Regions from separate parts of the Mus musculus genome. Here all the other regions are linked to region 6. Evidence: chromatin contacts called from public Hi-C, HiChIP or PLAC-seq and promoter capture Hi-C data. All regions are on one chromosome and are shown on one strand. The core of a region is the stretch at or near the end of the contact, and the rest is flanking DNA. Distances in the headings are between cores, read along the strand shown.

What was found. A called contact is a pair of places that touch in the nucleus more often than the background predicts. HiChIP or PLAC-seq counts read pairs in DNA pulled down with a chosen protein or histone mark. Capture Hi-C pulls out chosen DNA fragments and counts their contacts.
Region 1: a contact with region 6 is called in an HNF4G HiChIP or PLAC-seq map of pancreatic cancer cells. The contact joins the enhancer-like site here to the promoter of Dnal4 in region 6. A contact is called at or near these places in 1 of 39 promoter capture datasets (hematopoietic stem and progenitor cells), 1 of 484 Hi-C or Micro-C datasets (B cells), 3 of 115 datasets of contacts at active chromatin or transcription factors (embryonic stem cells, pancreatic cancer cells and stem cell-derived neural progenitor cells) and 1 of 9 other capture datasets (liver).
Region 2: a promoter capture Hi-C map of liver shows a contact between it and region 6. The contact joins the promoter of Csnk1e here to the promoter of Dnal4 in region 6. A contact is called at or near these places in 1 of 115 datasets of contacts at active chromatin or transcription factors (pancreatic cancer cells) and 1 of 9 other capture datasets (liver).
Region 3: a contact with region 6 is called in a Hi-C map of regulatory T cells, with 2.6 times the contacts expected there. The contact joins the promoter of Tmem184b here to the promoter of Dnal4 in region 6. A contact is called at or near these places in 2 of 484 Hi-C or Micro-C datasets (B cells and regulatory T cells), 1 of 115 datasets of contacts at active chromatin or transcription factors (pancreatic cancer cells) and 1 of 9 other capture datasets (adipose tissue).
Region 4: an HNF4G HiChIP or PLAC-seq map of pancreatic cancer cells shows a contact between it and region 6. The contact joins the promoter of Mgat3 here to the promoter of Dnal4 in region 6. A contact is called at or near these places in 4 of 39 promoter capture datasets (cranial neural crest, frontonasal cranial neural crest, liver and 1 more) and 4 of 115 datasets of contacts at active chromatin or transcription factors (embryonic forebrain, embryonic hindbrain, neural tube and 1 more).
Region 5: an H3K27ac HiChIP or PLAC-seq map of extraembryonic endoderm stem cells shows a contact between it and region 6, with 4 times the contacts expected there. The contact joins the promoter of Pla2g6 here to the promoter of Dnal4 in region 6. A contact is called at or near these places in 1 of 39 promoter capture datasets (pre-B cells), 1 of 484 Hi-C or Micro-C datasets (B cells), 4 of 115 datasets of contacts at active chromatin or transcription factors (bone marrow-derived macrophages, embryonic stem cells, extraembryonic endoderm stem cells and 1 more) and 1 of 9 other capture datasets (pancreatic islet).
Region 7: a promoter capture Hi-C map of adipose tissue shows a contact between it and region 6. The contact joins the promoter of Maff here to the promoter of Dnal4 in region 6. A contact is called at or near these places in 1 of 39 promoter capture datasets (pre-B cells), 3 of 115 datasets of contacts at active chromatin or transcription factors (bone marrow-derived macrophages, embryonic stem cells and pancreatic cancer cells) and 1 of 9 other capture datasets (adipose tissue).

The regions. Positions count from the first base shown.
Region 1 is chr15:80,217,759-80,221,634 of GRCm38.p6, reverse strand. No RefSeq gene overlaps it. Among named protein-coding and RNA genes, the nearest start is that of Gm46521, 5.9 kb to the left of the region's middle. Within about 2 kb of position 2,199, at least 161 of the 459 cell types and tissues checked have an H3K27ac peak or open chromatin away from gene starts, as enhancers often do. A contact at or near this core is called in embryonic stem cells, hematopoietic stem and progenitor cells and pancreatic cancer cells, where this site is marked.
Region 2 is chr15:79,439,877-79,443,445 of GRCm38.p6, reverse strand. Csnk1e (casein kinase 1, epsilon) reads left to right here and starts at 1,389. Exons shown (of 11, transcript NM_013767.6): 1 at 1,389-1,518.
Region 3 is chr15:79,401,122-79,404,975 of GRCm38.p6, reverse strand. Tmem184b (transmembrane protein 184b) reads left to right here and starts at 1,673. Exons shown (of 9, transcript NM_172608.1): 1 at 1,673-1,791.
Region 4 is chr15:80,172,346-80,175,878 of GRCm38.p6, reverse strand. Mgat3 (mannoside acetylglucosaminyltransferase 3) reads right to left here and starts at 2,158. Exons shown (of 2, transcript NM_010795.4): 1 at 2,041-2,158.
Region 5 is chr15:79,326,163-79,329,697 of GRCm38.p6, reverse strand. Pla2g6 (phospholipase A2, group VI) reads left to right here and starts at 1,327. Exons shown (of 17, transcript NM_001199023.1): 1 at 1,327-2,063.
Region 6 is chr15:79,772,334-79,775,961 of GRCm38.p6, reverse strand. It overlaps Dnal4 (dynein, axonemal, light chain 4), which reads left to right and starts at 1,495. Exons shown (of 4, transcript NM_017470.2): 1 at 1,495-1,603. Gm30977 (a long non-coding RNA gene) reads right to left here and starts at 1,434. Exons shown (of 4, transcript XR_875488.3): 1 at 1,176-1,434.
Region 7 is chr15:79,346,010-79,349,699 of GRCm38.p6, reverse strand. Maff (v-maf musculoaponeurotic fibrosarcoma oncogene family, protein F (avian)) reads right to left here and starts at 2,180. Exons shown (of 3, transcript NM_010755.4): 1 at 1,946-2,180.

The DNA.
Region 1 (3,876 bases), core at 950-3,449, 440 kb before region 6:
GGTGGTTGTGAGCCTCCATGTGGTTGCTGGGAGTTGAACTTATTACCTTTGAAAGAGCAGTCAGCGTTCTTAATCGATGTGCCAAGTAGGTTTTGTGTAACAGAACCTCAGCCTCAAGGCTGGTTAGAACATTCTGGAAACAAGAGTATTAGGGGATTTGTCCCGGGACTGGGCTGGAGACAGTCCCTCCTCCTTTGCTTGGGGATTCATTCCTCAGACAGCTATTGAAGTATACCAGGAGCTGTTTGTCCTCAAGTGTAGGAGACAGGCACAGAAAAGAGGCCAAGTAGAAAGGCCAATGTAGATATAGTACTGGAGACGTCGTGGAAGCCCAGAGCCTCAGCCTAGCCTGTGGTTCAGGAAGGCATAGCAGAGACAATTAACCTTGCGAAGTCTGAAGAACCTGCCACTGTGTGGCGCCTTAGAGAGCCAGAATTACGCGTAAAATGAAGACACAAAAGTTCTGGGCCATGAAGATGGCACTCGGGAACTTACCATGGAATGGCCTCCTTAGATGACTTGAAATGCCCTGGGTGGTGCCCAGGAGAAAATTCAACAGAAAAACTTGTTTCAAAAGAACAGAAAGCCCCAGGGGTACCGGTGATAAGGGGTGTCACCTGGGCAGACTGGCAGGGTTTTTTTGTTTTTTGTTTTTTTCATATGTATGCATATGGTGTGTGTGCATATGCAGATTAGAGGTTAGCTGGGGAGTGGTGGCACAAGCCTTTAATCCCAGCAGAGGATAGGTGGATTTCTGAGTTCAAGGCCAGCCTGGTCTACAAAGTGAGTTTCAGGACAGCCAGGGCTACACAAAGAAACCCTGTCTCAAAAAAAAAAAAAAAAAAAAAGAGAGAGACAGAGAGAGAGATTAAAGGTTGATGCAGGGTCTTTCAAACCATATTTCTTGAGGCAGGTTTCCCACCGGACCCCAGAGCTTTCTGATTTACCTAGTCTAGCTCACTTGCTTCGGGGAATTCCTGTCTCCACTTCCTGAGGCTTACAGGTTGACCACCACACCTGCCTGGCATTTACATGAATACTGGGGATTTGAACTCTGGTCTTCGTGCTTGTACAACAAGTACTTTCTCTACTGGGTCCTCTCCCCACCCCCACCAGTGAGCTTTGAGCCCTGCCCCACTTCTTCTGCTTTCCCCAGTTAAAAGAGGGAACTCTGCATAACTTATGTAAATTTGATTTAAATGTGATTTTTGGCTACTGGGCTGGAGTGGTGCACATCTTTAGTGATCTCAGGACTCAGGAGGCAAAGGCAGGTAGATCTGTAAGTTTGAGGCCAGCCTGGTCTAAAGAGAAACCTGTCTCAATAGACAGACAAAAAGTTTCAAAAATTAAATAATGTGTGCCAAGCATGGTGGTGTAGATGTGAGTGTGTGTGAATGTGTGTGTGTGTGTGTGTGTGTGTGTGTGTGTGTGAGTGTGGGGGTGGGGATAGGGAGGTGTACTGTTGGTATTGGTGTTGTCTTAGTATTTACCCCTGGTTGTCTCGGAACTCAATGTGTAGGCTAAACTGGCCTTGAATTCACAGAGATCTGACTGCTTTTCTCTCTGCCTCCTGAGTGCTGGGATTAAAGGTGTGTAATACCGTATCTGAGTGTTTCTTTTTTCTTTGTAGGTTTTTTGTTTGGTTATTTTTGGGGTTTTGTTTTGTTTTTGTTTTAGACTGGGTCACATGCAGTCCAAGCTGGCCTCATACTCCTGGGTTGTTGAGTCATATCTGTCCCAGGCACATAAAAGCCATTCCAAAACATTCCAAAAGAGTAGCTACTGTTTGTGTGTGTGTGTACCTCAGGATACCTCCCCATATCCAGCTGATGGCACTGGATAAATGAGTGGTCAAGACCAGGATGGAGAGGACAGGGAAGTAATCTCAGATGGAAGCTGAGTTCCACACTGGCCCTGCCGAGTCTCAGGAGACCTCGATGCCTTGGGACCCTTGCAACAGGCAGCTGACCAGGGAGCTGGGCGCTGAGTAGGGAGGGCTCCCTGGAGAGGTGCAACCAGCCCTACTTTGTTGGGGATTGAGATCCACAGGCAGAGCAGACAGATTTCTAGGAAGATAAGAAGGTCAGCAGGACAATGAAGAAGCGGGAAGAGGCAAAGAAAAACAGATGAGTCACAGGGGCGAAGGGAAGAAGCCCAGGGAGGAAATGCATGACCCGTGTGTCACGTATACCACATCGAAGGAGGGGGAGGGGCACAGGGGATTTTTAAACCTCCACCAAGCTCAGACTCTGCTGCCAGGCGCATGCGCGCGCGCACACACAACTGCCCACCGCAGCTGGAGACCTGTAATACACACACCCCATCTGACAGATGAGCATCCAGGAGCCGGACGTGAGCAAGGGAGGGCTGCTAGGTGCTGAGGAGACCGGACATAGACAGCTGAGGTGCCAAGGGTGACATCTTGTCCTCATTTCTTTCAGAAAACTATCTGTTCTCTTCCTTGACTAGTAAAGGCTCAACTCTGACTTTCCTAAGCGTCTAAACTGATCTGAGATTCCACCCAAGTCATCCAGATCTGCTCAGGATGGTCAACAGACCTAACGGAAGCCAACAAGATCCAAGCCCAAGAGTTTATTTTGTTTGGGGGTTTTGGTTTTTCAAGACAAGGTTTCTCCGTGTAGTCCTAGCTGTCCTGAAACTCTGACAAGCAGGCTGGCCTCAAACTCAGAAATCCACCTGCCTCTGCCTCTCAGGTGCTGGGATTAAAGGTGTGCATCACCATGCCTGGCTCAGAAAATTTTTAAAGATTTTCATTTGTATTGATTTTTCAAAACAGGGTTTCTCCTGTAGTACTTGCTATCCTGGAACTCTCTGTAGACCAGGTTGGCTTCAAACTCAGGTCCCAAGAGATGCTCCTGCCTCTGACTCCTGAGAGCTGGGATTAAAGGCACACATCACCATCACCTAGCCAAGATTTGTCTTTCTTAATCTTATGAGTATTTTGTCTGTGTCTAAGTAAGGACACTGCAAACTTGTACTGGTGCCCACAGAGACCAGAAGAGAGCTCTAGGTCCCCTGAAACTGGAGTTACACATGGCTGTGGTAACTTGTGGGTGCTGGATATCAAACTCATGTCCCCTTAGAAAGCAACCCTTGTTAAGCTCTGAGCAGTCTCTCCAGGCCCACTAGCTTTACTTTGAGAAAGATCTAGTAAGTAACAAAATCTTGGCTAACCTGGAACTCTGTATGTAGACCAGGATGGCCTCAAACTTATAACAGTGTTCCTACCTCTATCTCTCAAATGCTGAGATTATGGAAGCACACCACCGTGCCCAGCTCAAGCACAAGACTGTGTGCCTGCACAGATGTGCACACAAGCAGATGTGCACTGGTTCACATGTGCATGTAGAGGCTAAGGTCCATGTCCAGTGTCATCTTTAGTCACTTCTCTACCTTGTTTTTAATTTTTTTTATGTATATGAGTACACTGTCGCTGTCTTCAGACACACCAGAAAAGGCATCAGATCCCATTACAGACGGTTGTTAGCCACGTGGTTGCTGGGAATTGAACTCAGGACCTCTGGAAGAGCAGTCAGTGCTCTTAACTACTGAGCCATCTCTCCAGCCCTCCACCTTATTTATTTATTCATATTTGAGACAGGGTGTCTCACTGAAGCTGGAGTTCACCCATTAGCTCGACTGCCTGGCCAGCAAACTCCAGGAACCCGTCTGCCTTCCCAGTCCTAGGGATGCTAGATATGTGCCACTGAGCCTAGCTTGTTTGTTTCTGTGGCCCTGATCCCTGGACTCCAGGTACTTTACCAACCAAGCCATCTTCCAAGTCTCCAGGCGCAGGGCTGTTAGGGAAAAGAACCTGTTCCTTCTGTCTGAAGAAAAGAGAAAGTGAAGCTGGGA
Region 2 (3,569 bases), core at 140-2,639, 330 kb after region 6:
GCAGCAGAACAGGCCTACGTTTGGAAAGCTGGGCCCATGTTGGAAGGTTTGGGTGGTAACATTGCTAGGAGGACATTGATGCTTGCTGTGTTCTGCTCAGTCTTGCCAAGGCCCCACGGCCTGGGCTCTGACCACTGAGGCTGACTGCTGTCCAGACCAGCTGCCTCTGGTGAGGATTTGTGCCCTGCGTGGCCAAGGCTTCAGGAGAGAATGCGGGCCTGTCATACAAAACCTGCCAATTGTGAATCAATTGACAAACGCAAAGCCAAAAAGCACCAAGCGGGCCATGCTCAGTCCACCACCTGGGCAGAGAGAGCCAGTTGCCCGGTTTACCATCACAGAGGCCTCTGGAGGCAGCTCCTCCTCATTCTCCTGGTCTTCTGATCGGCATCCCCAGGTCCACCAGATGAACATGGCCATCTTGCTGGGCTGTGTGGGCCTGGGCAGACCTTTTGCCCTCTCTGGGCCACAGTATCCTGCCCTCCTGCCCTGTGATAGGACCTGGTCTATAGGTCTCCCAGCAATCTCCTCAGCCTCGGGGAGAAGATGCGGTTATTATGAAGTGACTCTTTCTGAGATGTGCTTCCGGGGTGATCAGAGGTACTATGTCCACAGTAACAGTTGTGTGTGTGTGTAGAGAGAGAATGTAGGTGTGTCATAAGTTGGAGCTTTGCATGACCCACTGTAAATATCATTTTAATAGCCTTGTGCTGGGACCTTCCATGGTGGAGCTGGAAGCTGGTGGGAAGCCTTCATTAACTCTCCCATGACCTGGGAAGGCTATGGTCCTTCTTCCTCGTTTGCAGTTAAGGACATTCAGGCATTGTCTGGGGGATGACTTTGTTGAATGAGCACCTCTGGGTCCCTGACTCACGTGTGAGTTCTTGGTGAGGGGCAGGGGGCTCAATGGGTGAAACTACGTTGGAATCTGAGGGACTGTCACAGTGGATCTGAACGGCAGAGGACAGAGCAAAGAAAAGTGTCTGCCTGGAGTTTTCTCTGACCACACATCCTTGGTCCTTGTCCACGCCCCTCAGTCCCTATGCTTTATTCCCAAAGCCCCTGGCCAGTGTTCTCTACAGCCTTCAGGCTACTGAGCCCTAAATCTCTTTTGCAGTGCCAGGAGTCTCAGCTGATTCTCTCGGGGGTCCCCGCAGCTTTGGCTGGAGATAGGGCAAGGCCTGAGTATAGGAAATCTTAGTTTTGTGTGCCCCTCACCCAGGGTGGCAGCGTCAGAACACGCTCTCCGGGGGCTGCGGGCCCTTTAAATCCTCCGGGGCGGCGGCGGCGGGCGGGGGATGACATCAGCGGGCGGGCCCGGGGCTCAATGGGAACCGCGGGGACGCGCGCGCGGGTAGGGAGCGCGCGAGCCGGCGGCGGGGGCGGGCGGCGGGAGGCGGCGGAGCGCGGAGCCTGAGCCCGGCCGGGCCGAGCGCAGCGCAGCGGGCCGGGGAGAGGCTGGCGCGCCCGCGGCCCGGCGAATCCTCTGGCATCCGCCCCGGCGGCCGCCCCGGCGCGGTGAGCATCGGGGGCCGGGGAAGCGGGGTTCCCTCCGCCTCTTTGTGTTTTCTTTTTGCGCGAGCGCGGGGCGGACACGCGCATCCGCGCAGGGCTGGGGGCGCCGCCCGTGAGGACAAAGGCGCGGCCGGGGACGCGGAGGGGACGGGCGCTTCGCAGGCCGCCGGGTGCACCGAGGCGGCCCCGGGTTGGGGCGGGGGACCTGCGGCAGGGGCCTGGCTGGGGTCCCGGGGGCGCTCGGGTTCCGGGCCGGCCTCGGCCCCTCCTCTGTGTCCTGGGCTCCGGGTCACCGAGGCCGTTCTCGCGTAGGGTGGGGGCGCGCGGGGGTCCTAAGTGATGGGGTGCGTGGTCACCCGGGCCACCGGCTTTGTTTTCCTTTGTGGCGAGAAGAAGGGAGGGGGTTATTTATCGCTTGGCTTCTCATTGCGGTGTGCGAGACAGCCTTGTGCTTCAAGCCTGTGAAAGCTGGGTGCCTGGGCGCCTCAGAGGCAGGGCTGCGACTTAGGCCACCCCCTCCCCCTACTTTGTCCAGAGTTTCCCCACATATTTCTTAGCATAGCCTCCCTTTGGAAAGGGGGTCTAGAGAGAGAGAGAAGGGGGTGCAGTTCCAATGAATACTTGCGTTTGGGACGCCTTTCCTAGGTTTAGGGCATTCCTTCAGTTTTTATTCTACTGATTCATTGACCAGGGTCTTGGCCCTGTGGAAGGTGGGTGGTGTGTGTGTCAGGAGGTGTGTGTGTATGGCAGGGTGACACGGGACTGCCCATGTGCCCAGCTGCTTGTAGTTGTAATTTTTCTAACCAGCTGAGAAGTCTTGACTCCTCATGGCCACCCCCCCCTTTTTTTAACTTTGTTTATTCCCCTCCCCCACCCCTCCCGTAAGGGACAGAGTGAAGAATTGGAAAGCTACTCTGATTTCCTGAAGGAGCCCCCACCCCAAAGTCAATTTCTTGGGGTGGCGGTGGAGGGGGGCTTTTAAGTGGAGGAGGGCTGGGACACGCTAGACTCCAGGGCTCTGGTCTCCAGGGTGGGGAGACCCTGGCGTTGGTAGGGTCCTTCAGGGTTGGTGATTGTGCAGAGAGCCGTGAGTGGAGAGGGGCTTGGGGGGTCATGTGCAGTGTATTTATGTAAGACTCCCAGACAGAGGGCACTGGTATTTATATAACCTGGCGTGGGTATTTATGTAATATAGGATGCAGTATATTTATGTTCCTTTCCTAACCTGTGGCTTTCCCAGATGCCATGTATGGTCTCTGAGTCGGCGTTAGTGGAAACCCGGCTTTGGGGGGGGGGGGTGTTTGTGAGTACACAGCCAGCCCCCCCTTTCCTGTAGGGATCCTAAGTGTGAGCCTCTACTCCCATGTTCCCCTTGGCGGGTGCCCTTAGCAAGCTGGACCATGTGTGGACCTGTGGTGCCAGGCTGGTGGGTTTTCTGCAGATATGCAGTCCTGTTCTTGGCAATCAGGGCAACTCAGCCATGTGGGCAAAGACCCATGATGGGAGAGCCCAGAGTTTGGCTGGCACCCAGCGGCAGCCACTTCCTTGTGGCTGGTAGAAGGACAGTGGTGGCTCTCGGGGACTTAGTACTAGGCTAGGGTGTCTCTCCTGGCTTGGCTCTCTCGCTTCTGGGGCTGATGGAGGAGCCCCAGTGAATCTCTCCTGGTTTCCTTCCAGGCCTGGTATCTGGGGGCAGGCTTGGCACAGGGAAAGGGTCAGCACCCCTTACCCCCAAGCAAGCCAGCAGTCACTGTCTCACCGAAGGGTTTTACTTCTCAAGCCTGGAGTGAAATAAGTTCTGGGTAGGAGGCCACCAGGTGGGCCAGCTGGACCCCTGTTTGGTCCTAGGTGAGATTTCTACCATTGGCTAGCTTCTGTGGGGATGGTAGCAAGGCCACTCTGGGCTCCGGTTCCCATCTATCTGCCAAAGGAGTGCCCTCTTGTTCCCTCACACCAGCTCATGTGTAACCATGCAGAGGCACCAAGGAACCAGTCTCCCTGTCTCATAGTTTACTATTCCCTGCCTCCCCATTCCCCAGCAGCCCAAACCTGCC
Region 3 (3,854 bases), core at 424-2,923, 370 kb after region 6:
GAGTGGCTTGCTTCTAGAATTTTCTACCTCCCAAGAATTCTTAACTCCCAAAGGTCATTTGGGGACAGGGGTGAGGGGAGGGGAATTACATATTACAGATGCCAGTAACCCCACCCCTCACCCACATTGCCATAGTATGACCAATAAACTCACAGGTTCATGGAGGGAGATGTGTAGAATCTTTGGTTTGTTTGGGTGCCTTCCTATTTGGGGCACGTATCTCCCCAAAGTTAATGCAACAGTCTGTTCACTAGGAAGATGGATAATAAGATAGGAAAACAATCGATACGTGTTAGAAATGAACTTTTATTAGGAGAACAGGGCACAGTGAGATGTTGACTATGGACTGCAGGTGAGGGGCTCAGCAATCTTACTCTGGGAAGGAGGTATTTGTCTCAGAACAATCCTGCTTCAGCTTCCCTAGTAAAGCCAGCCAAGCAAGACTTTGAAGACATGTCTGGGGAAACTGTAGCCCCAGCAGAGGGGACAGCAGGTGCAAAGGCATGGAAGCTGAATGCTTGTACTTGGTTGTAGGGAAAGCAAGAGGTCAGTGTTCAGGAAAAGGAGATGAGGCCAGGCATGCCTGCGGAGGGTGATGCTGGATCAAGGCTGTGCAGAGATCTGCAGATGTTGGCTTCATTTGGAATGGCATGAGGAACTAATTAAGGGTTTTGAGCAAAGTGCCATATAGTTCATCTTGGGTGGGTTCGTTTGTTTGTTTACTTTGGTGCAAAGAATTATATTGAGGGTCTGGTGAATGGTAAGCAAGCATTCCTCCAACGATTTGGATTTTTAAAGGAATCCCTGATTCTCACATTGGCACAGACCCGCCGAGGACAAGGTTGGAAAATCGGGCTAAGTAGATGCTCACAGTACCTGGGCAGAGCCTGGACATGACAGCAGTTCAGTAGTGTGGAGGTCAGAGTCTAGGGATACAGGATGTCTTGCCCAAGCTGATGGGACGAGGGGGAGAGGGAGGGCAGCACTCAAGGATAATACTAGACTTTCTGGCTTGAAGACTGGAAGCAGGGATTGGGGAATGCTGTGAAGAAGAAATGTGTGTGGAGGGGAAAGCAGCTGAGCCCGCTAAGTAAGAGGCGTCGGTAGACATTTGGAGCTGGAGATAAAAATAAACTTGGTTGCATATTACACATTTCAGTCATCTGGGTAAGACGAGGACCTCACAAATCAAAGTGGGGTAGGGGCTGGAATGACTCCTCTAGAATCGGTTCGTTAGGCTGCTAGGAATGAGGTGGGGCAGCTCCACTAGAGCAGTTTCATTTTGCATAACTATACAAAACGTTCCGTGGAAGTCCGTTCCACAGTCTCACACTCACCCTCCCTGTCTCAAACGTCAACTAGATTTCGTTTCACCTTCAGCGTTGGCATATACAAGGCTTTCAGAGAATTGAAACTCAAGCTAGCTCGCGAGTGTCCGGGACAGTCTGTATCCCGCGGGTCAGACTGTGCATCCCAGGACTGTGGTGGGTGGGACTGGACTAGGAAACCTGGGCCCTGGGTCTCTCGCGGTGCGTTTGCGAGTTGCAAGAGGACCTCACCATTCTCCTGACCCGAGATTGCGCGTGGTGCTTCGCAGCGCGCGGCCCCTTTAAGGCTCGGCGAGTGACCTCAGCGGCGCGCTCCGGCCCCGCCCCCGCCAGCGGCGTTCCTAGTGCGCAGGCGCGGCGCGGCGGTACCCGGCGGGGCTCGGGACGCGCCAGCGGCGGCCGAGATACCGGGCTGCGGCGCCGCCTGCTCCGCCTGCAGTCTCCAGCGCCATGGGCTCCTGAGGTACCCGGGCGGCGGATGCACGGGATGAACGGGGACCGGGCGGGGGCTGCACCTTGGGGAGAACTCCACTCTGGGGACTTCCCGCGGGGAGGCAGGGACTCGGAGGCCCCCAAGCGGCCCGTGGGTGTGCCCGCTTCGCCAGCGTGGCGGGGCCCTGAGTGTAACCGGACCTGCTCGTGGGGGAGTCGGGGTGGGCGGCGCGGGGCCCAGCCTCTTACCGATGGGACTGTGCGCACCGCGGTGGGTGTGCTGCAGCCTGGCACGACCGAACGGGGCGGGGAGACGTCGGTCCTCAGTGCAGTGGCTTTGACCTGGCCCGGTGGTCGGCCCTTGAGACGGTACATGCGTAAATGGGGGTGTGCGCGCGCTTTGCACACAGGTCAGTAGATTTGAAGGGGGATAGGGATCTGGGGCTCCCAGGATGCTGGGTGTTCAAAGGAACCCTAGAGATTGGTTTGGGTGTGTGGTGCCTGTTTGCCTGGGCACGCCCTTGGACACCTTGCTTGGATGCTTAGCTTGGGGCTAAGGAGCTCCAGGCAGTGGCAAAGCTAGGGAGTCTGGGGAACGGGCTCGGATTTTTAGTTTGTATCCTTTCTTGGAGGACTGTATGAGGCGGGACATCTCATCCCTCCCTCCTTGGAGGCCTTGGTGGGGCAAAGCAGGTGTCTGCCTGCCTGATACCTGGGTGTGAGGTGAAGGTCTATGTATTATTCATCTGGCTGCCAGGTGCTTTATGTAAGGAGAGAAGTAGCAATCTGTGCCCTGGAGGCAAGTGCTGCAGACTCAGCCAACACACACACACACACACACACACACACACACCCCACCAGCATCAGCAGCAGGGGGAGGTGCAGGTCTCCACGGTCTGGCTTTTTTGACAGGCTGTTTGCAGCATCCCTCTTCGTGTCAACAAGTTTGGTGGGCCCTTGGGCTCGGCACATCTGAGTATCTTGAGAGTTCTGTGCAGGGCCGGAGTTGGAACCCTTGGGTGTGGGAGCCCCAGAAGCTAGACTGGTGCTCACCCCGCACACAGATGTGAGGATCGAGGCATCGAAGAGCTCTCAGGTGCTTGGGGCAGAATCAGAATTGGAAAGAATCACAGGGATTCCAGAAACAGAAGACAAAAGACTGAGGAGTATGGAGGTGGATTCAGTGCTGGGGGGTGGGGGGTGGGGGGGATGGACAAGCCAGCAAAAAAAAAAAAAAAAAAAAAAAAAAAGGAAAAAGAAAAAAAAAGGCTTCAGTACAAAGGGACAGTCGAGCCAAAGCTGGGTGACTAACATTCCTCAGAGACTTCTTGCTTTCCATGTGTATTTTCCCAGTTTGTTCTCAGGGCAGCTGTGCCAATAATGTATCGGGCATAGATGTGGGTTAGGAAACTGAGGCAGCAGGTCAAGGCGGGTGGGGTGGGACGGGATGGGGATTAAGTGACTCCCTTGTCAGTGTGGGACTAGTAGGCTCTGGTAGCATCCTTCATCCCTGGGTCTTGCCCAAGTTGCCTTGTAACTTACTGAGCATCTACTATGCGCCCGGCTGAGGGCTGTCTCCCGGCCCTGCTGGCTCACTGCTCTCCCTGATGTCCCTGGAGTAGAACACAGAGGAACAGGATCTAATACCTTCTTCTAGAGGCTCCCAGTCTGCTGCGGAGGTGGACATAGATAGCGACCCCACTGGCCAGTGTGGGTGGTGGGGCTCTAAATACTCCCCTAAGAGCCATAGGTGACCTGGGCGTCCTTGTGTAATCCTGGGGGATGCCTTGTAGATTGCTCCCAGGGTGGTGGGGTTGGACTAGGGAGGAGAGAAGAGCTTCCGGGTGGGAGGGGATCAGTGGGCAGCTTGTCCTAGTTCTGTGGACCAGGCCTGTCGGCTGGCTGCTCTCTCCCATTTTTTCCCCTCTTTTGGTCCTGTGCACTGGATCGGGACCTCAGGCACTCTGGGCAGGCAGTGTGCTGCTGAGCCGTGTCCTCGGCCCTCCAGGACTCCCTGCCTTTGAGGCTTTGCTTCTGTTTGCCAGCTGGCCTGCCCAGGCCTCTCCCCAAGAGGGGCTCGGTGCTATTTCCAGT
Region 4 (3,533 bases), core at 909-3,408, 400 kb before region 6:
TCAGGGCACCAACTTCCTGAAGTGAGACAGCTACAGATCCTCACATACACACACATACAGACAAACATATACTCGCACACAGACACTCACAGACACTCACATAGACATTCACACACACATACACACACTCACATATACTCACAGACACACATAGACGCTCATATACACGCAGACATACACACAGACACTCACCTACACACTCACATACATATACACACACACATATACACACACATAGACATTCACATACACACACACACAGACACTCACACATACAACCATACCTCACAGCACAGCATGGGGTAACTGATGAGCACTAATGACAAGACACACAGAGTTCCAAAAGAGGCCGCTGAGGCCATTTGCTCAATCCCTGCCAAGAACAGCTAGCTCCCTGCAGTCCCCTGGAGCCAGTCCTAGCTTCCTGGTGTGGACATCCACATTTTCTCTACCTGGCCATCCTGTTCGGAAGCGCTCTTCAGAGGTAATCAGGCGTTCCCACTGGCGTACCCTCGGGGACCTAACAGCAGCTTATGCCGGTGCACGAGGTGTGCTAGGTGCTGCCCATAAAATAGGGCTCCAGTCACCCCAGAGCTCTCTCATCTCTGTCAGAACTCTTATCTCTGTCTCCCTGTGTGTCTGCCTCCATCTATCTATCCCTCATGTCCACACTCCAAGGCACACCTTGGCACCACCTGCCAAAAGTACCCCCACCTCACCTCTCACGGCATTTGTCCTATCACTGGTGTTGGGACTCAGATTCGAACCATGGTTGTTGCAACCATAACATACAGTACTAATCACTATACAACCACAGCTGGCCACACATGGATACCCACTCTTCAGCTCATTTCTCCTCGTGGTTCAGTGTCCCACCATGCTACACACCATCTCTCAACACACCAGAGAGCACATCTCTCGGTCCTTTCTCTTACTATTTCTTCAGCCCTGGGAACTTTTCCGTCTTCCAGTAGGTTCTTCCTCCCTAGAGCAAAGAGCCCCTCTTTCTAACTTTCCCAGAAACCCTGCCTATCTCCTTAGCGTTGGGCAGCACTAATAATCCTGGAGTTGCCAGCTCCCAGAAGGAGAGAGCCTTGTCTTGCTCTCCCTGTCATCCTCACGGTTGGCTCATTGCCTGGACCTTTAATAACTGTGTCCCTCCAGGTCAATCCCCCATGAAGGCATTTCTGCACCCGTGTCCCAGAGATGATGGAGGACCACAGAAAAATCCCAGTAGGGAAAATGTTCCTGCCTACATCCCCCTTCTGAGTTCCGCAGGCGAGGGAACATCATCAGACCTCAGGCCATCGGAGATGACTGGGGCGCAGCAGTCAGAGATGCTGCGCCCCAGCTCAGGCACCCCCGCCACTAGCACAACCAAGCAAGCTCCCCTCCCCACCCCAGCCCGGTTCTAGAACTATTTGTAGATATTTATAGCGCCCTCCCCCAGCCAGGAGCCCTCCTCCGCCCTGGGCAGTGCAGTGCAAAGAGAGGGAGACCCCTCCCCAGTAGAAGGTGGGGGCCTCTCATGCTAAGCTTTTCCCTGCTCCCCACTAAGGCAGCTGTAGTTACAGCTCCAGCCACAGCCCCCACACTCGCCCAGCACCCCAACCGCGCCTGGGCCTCGGCCAGCAGCCGCAGCAGCCCGGGATCGGGGGTGGGGAAGGCAAGAGCTGAGGCCTCGCGCCCCCAGCCCCGAGCTGCGCCGGAGGTGGAAGGGAGCGCAGCGCACAAAGCATGGCTGGAGCTCCGCGCCTCGGGACGCCCCCACCCCACCCCGGTCCAGCCAAGGGAGGGGGTCGCCGCGCCAGGCTCTGCCCCGCGGCCACGGAGAGCTGCGGAGAGCAGGCGGGTGGGGGCAGGGGGCGCCGGTTAAGCAGTCCCCCACATCTCGCCCCTACTCGGCCCCATGCCCCCGCCCCCGGGGCTGCGGGACCACCACGGGGGGAGACGGGAGTGGGGAGGACGCGGAGGCGAGGCCTGGGGTGCGGGGAAGATGCAGGGCTGCGGCGCGGGTCCCCGGCTCCAGGGTCAACTCACCCATCGTCCGCTGGGTCTCAGCAGCGGCGGTAGAAGCAGCGGCGGCGGCGGCTCCGGGGCCCCCGGGGTCCCCGGCGGGGAGATGCTGGCGTCCGCCGCAGCCTCTCCTCGCCCCATCCCGGGCTCCGGCGGCGGCGGCTGCGGCGGGCGCCCGGCATCGCAGGCAGCGCGGCCCGGGCCCGGCCCGATCCCCGCCCCCCACCCCACCTCCACCCCGTCCCGCGGGCCCGGCGCGGCCGCTTGACTGCACCCCGGGGCGGTAGCGGGGGCGCGGCGGCGAGGCCGAGCGCTGCGCTGGAGGTGCCCGCTCCCGCCGGCCCCCGCCCCGCCCCCGCGCGGCCGCGTCCCCTCCCCCGCCAGCCGGGCTTTGCGCGCTCCGGGCCAGGGGCGCCTGGACCGCGAGCTCCCGCCACCGCCCCGCGCCTCTTTCGTGTGTATGTGTGTGTTTCTGTGTGTGTGTGTGTGCGCAGCAATCGGACGCGCGAGTGTGCGCGTGCCCTGCCTGTGACCGTGCGTGCGCCGGCCCACTGCCCGGGCGTCCTGTGCGGGTGTGTGTGCTGTGTGAGGCGGAGCTGGCCAAAGTGCTTGTCGGGCTCTGCGTGTGAGTGGATCTGTGTGTCTGTGTTCTGCAGCGTGTGATAGATTGGCCCTTATGTGCATGGGGTGTGTAGATAGATCCGTACTGTGGCGTGATTGTGGGCATACTGTGGCTGGGGGCACAGGCCTCCTGTGTGGTGGTGTGACAAAGTCCTGACCGGTGTGTACATCACTGTAGCCCTATGCAGAGGCCTGGTACAGGAAAGCGTCTAAAACACTGGGTACTGGGTCGACACAGTGTCCGTGCTAGTTTGTGTCTTGCTCGGATGTGTTGGCCTCTGTACATCCTTCTGCCTCCACCCTCTTCATCAATGCACAAAGCCACCCATGAGGCGCAGAGGGTGACAGAATGTGCTGGATCTGGGATTCAACCCCAGACTTGGAGGTTTCTCCATTCTTCTTCCCCACCCCCCACCCCCAGGATGCTGCTTATAATGGGCATCTCTAGCACTCAGGTCACCTATGATAGATTTATTTATTTTGTTTTTTCAAGACAGGGATTCTCTTGTGTAGCCCTGGCTGTCCTGGAACTCAACTCTGTAGACCAGGCTGGCCTTGAACTCACAGAGATCTGCCTGCCTCTGCCTCCTGAGTGCTGGGATTAAAGGCGTGCACCACCAACACCCGGCTCTAAATGATCTAAATATCCCCAGAGCCCTGCTGGATTGCAGTCAGAAGCACCTGACATGGGTGCTGGGACTTGATCTCAGATTCTCTGGAAGGGTGCTCTTAACCACTGAGCCATTTCTCCAGCCCTGACACTTTTTCTTGATTTGAGGCATTCTGTTGTGACCTAAAAACCAGTACACCACCTCTATAACTTGTCTCCCTCTCAAGGTTATCAATTTGTCTGAATGTATTTACTTATTGTGGCGCTGGGAATGAAACCCAGACCC
Region 5 (3,535 bases), core at 78-2,577, 450 kb after region 6:
ATTTATTTATTTATCTATTTACCTATCTATCTATCTATCTATCTATTTATTTATTTATTTATGGTATGAGTGCTCTGTGTGCATGTATGCCTGCATGCCAGGAGAGGGCACTAGATCCCATTACAGATGGTTGAGAGCTACCATGTGGTTGCTGGAATTGAACTCAGGACCTCTGGAAGAACAGCCAGTGGTCTTAACCGAGGAACCATCTCACCAGCCCCCGCGTTATTCACTTTAATTCCATCTATTGGAATTCCATGATAGTTAGGCATGAGGTCTGAGTCTTCTCAGTGACAATCACCTATTCCCAGACGCAACCGCAGCTACTTCTCAGCCTCACAGAGGTCATTCAAGTAAAATCCTACTAAAAGTGCTAAGATTCCTCCAGACATCCATTCATTTATTTATTGAGAGACAGAGTGCCAGGTTGGGATTCAACTGAACTAGTTGTGGCTGGGTTTGAACTCCTGATCCAGCATCCAAATGTTGAGATTGTACGTGTGCAATAACCACACCCAGAATTGCCTGGCATCTTGAGGTAGAGTTGGTAGGCAACAAATACAGTTTTATCACTTGCCACTAGGCTTGTTCGGGGGCTGGTTAGATACCTCAGTAGGAAAAGTGCTTGTGAAGTTGTCACAATGATCTGAGTTCGATACCCAGCACCCACGGAAAAAGGTAAATGTTTTAAACTTCAAAGCTGGGAAAGAGGAAACAAGAAGCCTCCTGGAGTTCCATAGCCAGCTAGGCTAACCCAGTGGGGGAGCTCCAGATTCAGTGGGAGACCCTATCTCAAAAAAAAAAAAAAAAAAAAAAAAAAAAAAAAAAAGCTTGTGGCACACACCAGGCAATCTGAGTTCATAGCCAGCTTGGTCTACAGAAACCCTATGTTGGCCACCACCCACCACACATATGCGCGCGCGTATTACCTCCCTCCCCACCTGAAAGTTTTTTTTATTTTGTCTTATTTCAACCTAACCGTTAATTCCATATTTTTATTTGCAATTTGGTTTGGGAGAACCTGGCAACATCAAAGCAGGCTCTTCCCGGTTATATCCTGTGGCTTTATTGATTTTCTTTCTTATTATCTTCATGTGTTGCCAGAAACAGAAAAGTTCAGAGTCCGAGCCACCCTGGATTCCTTGAGGTCGAAGGGAGCCGGGAACAGCCTCCTGCCCTTTATCAACACGTCAGCCAAACTGCCCTCACGAGAAACTTCCGCCCGCCCGAGGCATGGCCCCCATCAGCCACGCAGAATTGGCTTCAGTCAGAAGCCCGACCGCCCCCTGGCAACAGAAGCGGCTTCCATTGGGCAGTTATAGAAGATGGCGGCGCCTGACCGCGTGCGAGGTCCACGCTTGGGGTCGGGGCCACAGCCTGCCTGCGGCATGGGCTCGGTGGATTGGTGGAGAGCCGTAGTGTCGTCACGTGGGCGGGGCGCGTCAGTTTGCGGAAGTAGGAGGGCTGAGAAGTGCTGAGTAAGCCGAGGTGAGTGACGGCGCGGCGGGGGCGGGGCCTGACGGCCCTTTCCCAAACCTCCTGGTGCCCCTGTCTTGAATGTCGTCACCTGGACCCTGCTTAGGACCGGCCTCGTGTCTGCGACTCTGAGGCATGTCCTCCGTTAACTCCTATCTGGCCTCCTTGAGTGCTCCCGGCTTCTGTCCTTTCATCCCCTGGCGTCCCCAACTCCCATCCGGTGACCGCATTCTTCTCCGTTGCCGCCCTCAGTTTCCCAACTTCCAAAATCAACCCTTCTCCCAATTCATTGCCCGACTTTCACCCTGGACTGTCCACTGTCCCCAGCTCCTCTCTCTGCGCTTCTGAGTGCTCCTGGTTTTCTGCCTCATTGCCCGATTTCCCCCACGCCACCTGCTTCCTGCGTCCGTCCCTTTGTGCCCAACCCCTGAGCCCCCATTTCTAACTCCCTGCTTATCTTCTCTTGTGCCTCCGGTTTCCATTTGCTCCCCCGTGTGTTTTTCCCAGTTCTCTAGCCTCCAATCCTGGGTTCACCTCCAGCTCCCTCCGATGACCTGGAAGCTGGCGACTAGGAGCCTGTGACCCAGGTGACTGTGACTAGGGATTTGGGTGTGAGTGCGACTGGGAGGGCACAAGGGTTTATGGATCTCTGCCTGTATTTTTAATGGGCAGTTCACATGATCGCAAACAAATACCAATCCTTCCTCTAAAGTTCCCCCACCTGCCCTCTTGCCAGCCCGACAGGATTGGGCAGGTTTGGTTTGGCCTCGTTGAAGCTCCACCCTTAGACTAGTGCAGTGTTTTGTTCTGGTCTCTGCCTTCACGTGGTTCTGGAGCTTGGAGGCCATGCTCTGTTCTTGTCTGTTTTCTCACTGTGCCAGATAGGACTGAATTTTCTGCCCACATTAGTGACTGCCACGAGGCTCAGTATTTGAATGAGAAGATGTAGAAGACAAGGCTTGGTGACCAGTGTGGCCCTGTACAAGCTCCCTGCTTTGCTGTTGTTTCATAGGCAGGATGGAAAGGGCTGGGGGATAGGGAGAGAGAGGACCAAAGGGAGAGCATTCCCCTTTGTTCATGTTTTCAGTGTTTATTAATCACCCTGACAACCAGGCGCTTTTATTTCTGTTACCTTTATTCTCTGCTCCCTTTCCACTGAGCAAATATTGATGTAGCTAGCGCCCGCCCGCTGTTCCTGCTTAGCCTGGGGAAGGGAGGCCAGTGACCTCCTTTGCCAGGGTCATGCTAATACCTTTGGGGCTAGGTTTTCACTGTAGAGAGTCCCCAGTTTATTTATTTTTTTAAATTATTTTTATTTTATACATATGAATGTTTTTCCCGGATCTATGTAAGTACACTCCATGCATGCTGAATTCACTCGGATCTGGAATTAAAGGACTTGTGGGGGCTGGAGAGATGGCTCAGCAGTTAAGAGCATTGACTGCTCTTCCATAGGTCCTGAGTTCAATTCCCAGCAACCACATGGTGGCTCACAACCATCTGTAATGGAATTTGATGTCCTCTTCTGGTGCGTCTGAAGTCGGTGACAGTGTACTCACATACATAAAATAAAAAATAAATCTTTTTTTTTTTTAAAGAAGGTGTGGGTTGCCGTGTAGGTACTGGAAGCTGAGCCCGAGTCCTCTTCAGGAGTATCAAGTGCTCTTAACTTCCTGGAATCTCTCCAGCTTTGAGGGCAGTGGCAGTGACCCGCCCCAGGCAGCTATGCCCAAGGGACCATGGCAGACACTGTTCAGTGTGGCGTGTTGCTGAATCCAATTGCTCATGGGGCAGATGCCTTTCCTCCTGCACCCTGTAGGAAGTCAGGGGACCTGTGCCCTACAGTGTGACACCAGCCATGAGACTGCCATGAGACTGTCATGTTGTCTAAGGGCTCCTTCTGTTGGCTTACAGCATTTCCCCTCCCTAGGGGTTGCTTGTCTTGTTAAATGTAATTATGGTGGCATGCTTAAGAGGGATTTCCAAGGCATCCAATAGAATGATATAACTAAGAATATCCTGGAAGGAATTGCCTCCTGAGCACTGAGTTTACGTGTGT
Region 6 (3,628 bases), core at 246-2,745:
GATGGTCTAACAATTGCTGTTGCTCCTCAGAAGGTCACTGGTAACCACAAGAGAGGGAATTTCAGAAACATCGTGGGAGTGGAAGCCAGATTGTGGTGGGCGGGAGAATGAATGGGAGGCGAGAAAGAGAGGATGGCAAACAAGGACCCCTTTGGGGGAGTCGTTTGTGTAAGTGACAGAAGTGAGAGCGTCATCCCCCTCAAAGGCTGCCCTTCATCTCCTGGAGAAAGTTGGAAAAGAGGATTAAGGAAATTTGAAGGCTGAGTAAGATTCGCCACAGACAGTCAGAACTTTCCAGGGAGGCTAGCTAGGAACTGTCGTGTGCTGAGCTGAATTCCTGCTGCCAAGTCTCAAACCAAGCCCAATGTGTGTGTTCTGGGTCTGTACACTCAAGCTAGGTTAATCCACTGTCCCAGATCAGACCTTGTTACCACTCTCCCCAAAGCTCTCCAGCAACCAATGACTCTATCTCACCTCACACCAGGGGCCACTTGTGTTTCAAACCTCTCTTTCTTCTGCCCTGCTTCTTTCTTTGTCTTCCCCTCTACTTGACCTACTATGTTGACCCTGCACTCCTACTACGTTGACCCTGCACCCAGGCCTCTTGGAGCTACCGCTGTCCCGCTCCCATTAGCATTCTGGTCATCTTGGGCTCTTCCCGCCTCGTTGTCCCACTTAAAAAGAGCCAGTACCCTGCCAGTCTCTGCTATAGAAGCACGCGGAAACGATTCCATTTCTTCTCATGGCTCTATACCTTCTGAACTGTGCCTTCCGCAGAATCACCAGCTAGTGGGGCTTCATTAATGATTGCATGATACGCATAGAATAAATGTTTAGATTATGGGGCATTCCACTGATCCATTCTTCTTCTTCACCTTCCCCTCAGCAAGAGGCTCTAACACTCTTTGGTCATTTCTTTCCAAGAATCAGAAGCAGGTTCCAGACAACTGCATCTGATGGTACAGGTGTCTCCCAGCCCCTGGGACAAAGCAACCCTGGAGGGTTTGCACAAGGGAAAGATCTGGATTCCTTCTCTGAGGTTATGCCTTGATTCTTTCCTTCAGTCTCTCTAGTTCTACACATTGGCCCAGACGGGATCACGGATGCTGTTAACAGTAAGCACTGTGTTGCGAATCAATGAGACAGTCACTCACTGTAAAGGACTAAAACACTACCTAAGTTCTGGTGGTTATCAGGCTCCTGCGGTCGTCGTAAAATAGCAGATCAGCGTCACGACACCAACAAACTGCATTTGTCATTTTCGATGTCGAAAACTCCCAGGGCAATACAGCTTTAAGAAGTTTGTTCCTCTACAAAGACTACTTCTGCCTGTCCGCAGCTGCTCCGGCAGGCTTAAGACGACTATGAGCGAAGCCCCACCTCCTCGGTCTTTAAGCCACGCCCCTCGCGTAAGCTCCGGCCTCCTAGGCCCCTTCGGAATTAATTGGCACTTCTCTACACCAATAATAAGTGATATTGCTGTCAACGTCCGGTGACGGGACGGGACTTCCGTGATGGTTGCTAAGACACTCTGGCTCGCTCCTTGACAACCCTGGCGGGGGTGCGCTGGCTGTGGCCTCGGCTCCGGCCCCCGCGGGAGCAGGTGAGGGCGCGGAGTGCGGAGGGCAGCGCGGCGGGGAGGGCTGGCCCTGAGGGAGGGCGGGAGGATGCGCGGGGCGGACAAGGCCTGGCCCAACGCTAGGCCCCACCTAGGTCCCCAGCCCGCGGTTCCCGGCCCAGGACCTCCCCTTGTCCCACGTAGGAGACCACGGAGCTTGGCAGTGACATTGCGCACCAGCACCACTTTGCAGGCCGCTCCTCCTCACTCATCTTGGGTCCTGTTTAGCTCCATGCCCTCGCATCCTCCCTGTTTTGACTCCCACTGCACTTTGTCCCCGCACCACCTCGCTGCTGACTGGTGGTCTAAATCGCCTCGTCCCAGATCACTTGGTTTGGAGATTTGGCGATACTCTGGGATTCTAGGCTGACTATTGCCCGACGGGGGGCACTCAGTCTTCCCATCTATAAAGTCGAAATTGGGTTGAATGGTCGCAAAGGCCTTTTGGACTCTGACGTCCTAGCATGATGTTGTGGGACTTAACTGTCAACGCCCCTTAGGATGTGTGTTCTCCTAACCTTTTATGTAATGCAAAGAATTTGGCAAACTTAAGTTGGATTCCCATTGGTAAGAACTACCTAAGATCTCTCTGGGCACCAGTCAGTGCATCTATAAAGCCAATAGTCTGAAGTTCATCTCCTTTGGCAAATGAAGTACAAAGGGTCCAGTCCAGTGTAGACGGTACTTGCTCACTTGTCTTTTTTCTGTGTGTATGTGCGTTCCTGTGTGTGCAGTTACATGTGGAGGCTGGAAGTCAACATTCGGTGTCTTTCACAATCACTCTCCACCTTATTGTCTGAGACAGGGTCTCCCTCTTTGATGCCAGGAGCTCACCACTGGGCTTCATGGCTAATGAGCTTCCAAGGATCCATCCTCTCAGCTGCCTCTCCAATGCTGGGCTCACAGGCATGGCCGCCTCACCCAGCCCTTTACACGGGTGCTGGGATAGAAAACTCTGGTCTTCATACTTTTGTAGCAAGCACTTTATAAACTGACCTCCACCCCCTAATTTCTTCTTTTTGTCTGTTATGACCTCACACTTTCCCTCCTGGGAAGAGCCCAGTGCTTTCCTGCGCAGTATCCCACTCAGTAGCCACTGTCTGCAGATGAACCTCAGGCCTGCTGTCTGGCTCTGCTCTTCCCCTGTGGCTAGGAATTCTTGGGGTACAGGAGTGAGGAAACTGAAAGAGGTTGGTACAGTGATACGAGGATTCATAGCTTCCCTTTTCCAACCATCCATGACTCTGCCATCTTTTCCTCCTGACTAAATGTCTCCATTTGCATTTTGCCAGCTGCTAGCATCAAGCTGGCCTGCCTATCTGTTCTACCTGGTTTCTTCCATGCTCTGGTAGGCTCATCCCTCTGAGAAAGTTATCAAGTTACCTTGATTCTCTCTCCGTGGGGTATCACACCCTCCCCATTCCTGAGACCATTCTGGCCTCTTAGGCCTGTTTTCTGGGCTGATCGCTGTAGCTTCCTGGCTGCCATCCCTGTCAATCCAACTCCCCAACCTCTGTGCTGCCAGCCACCCTGAAAGCTCCAAGAAGCCAGGCAAGGTCGTGATGCTTGCAACCCAAGGGCTTGGCTGTGTCAGCAGTATCACAAGTTCAAGGTCATCAGGAGCTCAGTGGTTCAGTGAGTTCAAAGCCACCCTGTGTTATGTGAGAGCAAAAACAGAATCCAAGGTTGTTTTTTTTTTAAATTTTTTTATTAAGTATTTTCTTCATTTACATTTCCAATGCTATCCCAAAAGTCCCCCATACCCTCCCCCGCCACTCCCCTACCCACCCACTCCCACTTCTTGGTCCTGGCGTTCCCCAGTACTGAAGCAAATAAAGTTTGCAAGACCAATGGGCCTCTCTTTCCAATGATGGCCGACTAGGCCATCTTCTGATACATATGCAGCTAGAGACACGAGCTCTGGGGGTACTGGTTAGTTCATATTGTTGTTCCACCTATAGGATTGCAGACCCCTTTAGCTCCTTGGGTACTTTCTCTAGCTCCTCCATT
Region 7 (3,690 bases), core at 931-3,430, 430 kb after region 6:
GACCACCACGCTTCCTGCCACGGTGAGCATATACCCCCTCACACCATGAGCTCAAATAAATTTGTCCTCCTTTCCAAAATAAATAAGGTGAAGAGACGGCTCAGTGGTTAAGAACACTCCTACAGAGAAGACCCAGATTTGGTTCCCAGCAACCACATGACTGGTAACTACAATTCCAAGGGACCCAAAACCCTCTTCTGACCTCTGCTGGCACCAGGTACACACCCAGTGCAAACATATACATGCAGACAAAATGCTTGTTAAACAAAAAAAGTGTCCCCTGGAGACTCAAGGGAAAACCATCTTTCAATGCTAAGTTTCCATCTGTCAGTGAGCCAGTTAGCCACGTCCCCTCACCTCTGATCCCCCAGCTTTACTGGGAGATGTTTCCTGATGAGGTTTGAGGATGGACCCACATGATTCCTGTGGGCCTGGCTGCAAACCCCTAACCCCCAATTCTATCCAGCCCCGGTCCTTGGGATGGCCTCTGCTTTCCCTGTTTCCCCTGGAAAACAGGCTGTGCATCTCAGCTTCCAGAGCGTCTTGCAGAGCTCTCCTGCCATCATACTGCAGATGGGGACCCTGGAATCCTCACAGTGGTAGCAGAACTCACTGGGCTCAAAGTTAAAATATCACTGATTCCACCCCCTAACTAGTTCAGTTGCCACCTCCTCGGACTCCAGCACCCTCGGGTGGGGGAGGGGGTAAGAGGGAAAGTCTTGAGTGGGATCACGGGGGTTCCCAGAACAGGTGTTCTCAGGCAGCGCTCCTCTCCCACATTAACCCTTCCCTCAGGAAGATCAGGGGTTAGCACTGGCTGCTGATCTTGCTGGGCATGGGTAGACTCCAGGTGTGCCAGCTGGCCCAGTATTTAAGTAGCCCTGGGGTCCAGGGTGGAAAGGGGGAGGATGACGGAGGGTGGAAGGGGCGGGAGAAAAATTCCAGACCTGGTGTGACCACCGATCGGTCTACACAGAGGTCCAGTCTAAGGAGTCCAACCTGAGGAGTGTGACAGTGGGCCTCATGCCATCCTCCTGGACCCAGCAGGTGCAGCCTCAGACACCCAGACCAACCACAGTCGCCAACAGAATAGTCCGGGAGCCTTGTGTTCTCCAATCTGTCACAAACTTTCTGGCCTTGCCTGTTTCTCCTGAGACTGGAAGAATGGGACAATCCAGGGGTGGACAGTCCATACTGAGCCGGAAAACTTGGGGCTAAGGAAGGACTCCCATGTACTAGGTTCCCAGATCCACCAGGTGGCCAGGAGAAGACTGGCTCGCTAACCTCTGCTCTATTCTAAGCTGCAGGCACCCGCGCTGGGCGAGGAACAAACACTGATGTCACATGGCTCCAGCCAGGGGAAACTCCAGAGACAACAGGGACCGGGCAGTCCCGGCTGGTGGAAAGGGGGAGGATGACGGAGGGTGGAAGGGGCGGGAGAAAAATTCCAGACCTGGTGTGACCACCGATCGGGCCACTTCCTTCGCTCGGGTCCTTATTCCGCATTTGCTCCAGTGGACACTGGTGCGCACCCACTTCAAGATACACTGGGCTAGTGTCAGTCTCCAAGGAGCGCGTGCGGCCACACACACAAACACACACCCCGAAGTACACCGTGTGCACGCAGCCCGCAGAACTCAGGACGCTCCCCAAAGAACACAGCCGCACGCACGCCACCGGGAGACGTAAACAAACCGCGCACACAAGGTGCTGGGCGCGGCTCCAGGGACTGTTCTCACCGAGTCACGTACGTGCACGCCCCGCCCCCGCCCCCGCCCCGGCTTCCTCCGGGGCCCGCGCACCGCCTCCCAGCCAGCCCCTCGGAGGCCCCTCCGGGAGCTGATGTTAAGGGGGCGCCGAAGGGGCAGGAGGACCACGCGCCGCCCAGGCAGGACCCGGAGCTCACACTTCTGGAGCTCGGTCCCCGTCCCTGACGCGTCCTTACCGCTCTCCGCCAGGCCCGGCGCTCAGTGCGTGCTTGTCGCGGCTGTCGCGGTGGCGGTCCTTGGCCGCTCTCGAGCCCCACTCCTCTCCGATCGGGACCGCAGTTCACTAGGAACCCGGCTCCGCGCAGCGCCGCTCCGAGTTTTGTTATGGGGCAGGCGGCGAAGGGGGCTGGAGCCGCGCGCAGTTGTAAGGCGAGCTTCCCGGAATTACTCACGCACAGGATTCCTTTCATTCATAAAAACCCAGTCATGCAGTGACGTCACCGCCCCAGCCGCCAGCAAGCCCCAGAGCGGCCGCCTGGAGCCGAGACCCCGCCCACGCCCGAGTGAGGCGCCGCCCCCAGTAGACCCCGCTGTAGGAGCCCACAGCCAGAGCCGCCACGGTTCTCCGTGCTGGGACTGTGTCCTCTGGATGCATTCACGTGACACCTCTGGAGAACGGCGTGGGTGGAGGTGTCATTTGCTTTGCTTTACAGTTCACTGTCTGGCCTCTTCTCTCGTCGATCTACATCCTTTGTCCGGATGACCTCATCCAGTCTCGTGGTTTTAAGTGCCTTCTCTGTACCTGTGAACCGTAGGTTTGTATTTCCGAAGCCACAGCAATTGCCTACCCCTGGTCTTCACGTGGTGTCGGCTCCATATCTTCAACCCTACCTCCACTCGCCCCAGGGACGCTTTCCCTGTGGGTCGATGTGCTTGCTTGTTACTAAACTCTGATGCCTAACGTTCAGACCCCACAACTTCCAAGGTGGAAGGAGACAATGACTCCAGAAAGCTGACCTCTGATCTCTACGTACTTAGAGCGGTGGAATGGGTCCATTCACACACAGACACATAACAAATAAGTGAATTTAAGGAAAACACAAGTTATAAGAAAAAGGTGTTCAAAAAATTTACCTCTGAACTCAAGTTCTCAATTCTAGAAAATACACAATCCTGTTCACCACCCTCCCCCACCCCCCACACACCCTTTTCCTACCTTCTAGAGAGCTGAGGCTGTGCCTGGCAAATAGTAGGTGCTCAACTAATGAAGAAATCCAGTAGACCTGTATGACAGTGAGGACCCCATGTGGCTAGATCCATCGCCCACATCCTCAGCCTAGGAGAACAGGGAGCCAGGCTTCTGCATCCACACCCTACTGCCCACAGAAGTCGATCTTTTGGTAATGGCCAAGCAATGTTGTGCAATGCTGCGTTTAGCAGTGGGGTTGGCCTTCTCACACTGTCTTTCCAGTGGCAGAGTCATGAGACGCCCCGCAAAAAATGGTATCCTGGGAGAAGAGGCTTCAGAGCTCAAGTGGCTGGAGGAGAGAATGATTTGGGATCTATCACATCTTTTTATCTTTCAGTGAGATCTTTGCCCATGTCACTGATCTTTCTGGTAAGAGGGACTGGTGGGTAGAATGAAGGTGAGAGAGCTGAGGCCTCCCTGTTGGCTGTCCTGCCAGACTGCACACTGTCACCCCCTCTACCAAACTCTGAGTCACAGGATGAAACAAGGCTACCAGACCCAGGACCCGTGAAACCTCGGAGTTCTTGCTCACTTGAGATGAAAGGGGAGACCGGTTGAGGGTGTCACTTCCATCCCCTCTGACAGCCTGCAGAGGAAGGCAGGTCAGTGTGGGCACTTGTCTGGACCCTGGCCTGCTCAGGTTACTCTTTGTTTGATAAGCTGCCTTCCTGAAAGACCTGGCCTGAGGCCACTCCCACTGCCTAAGTCTGGGACATCTTCAGCATTTAAACA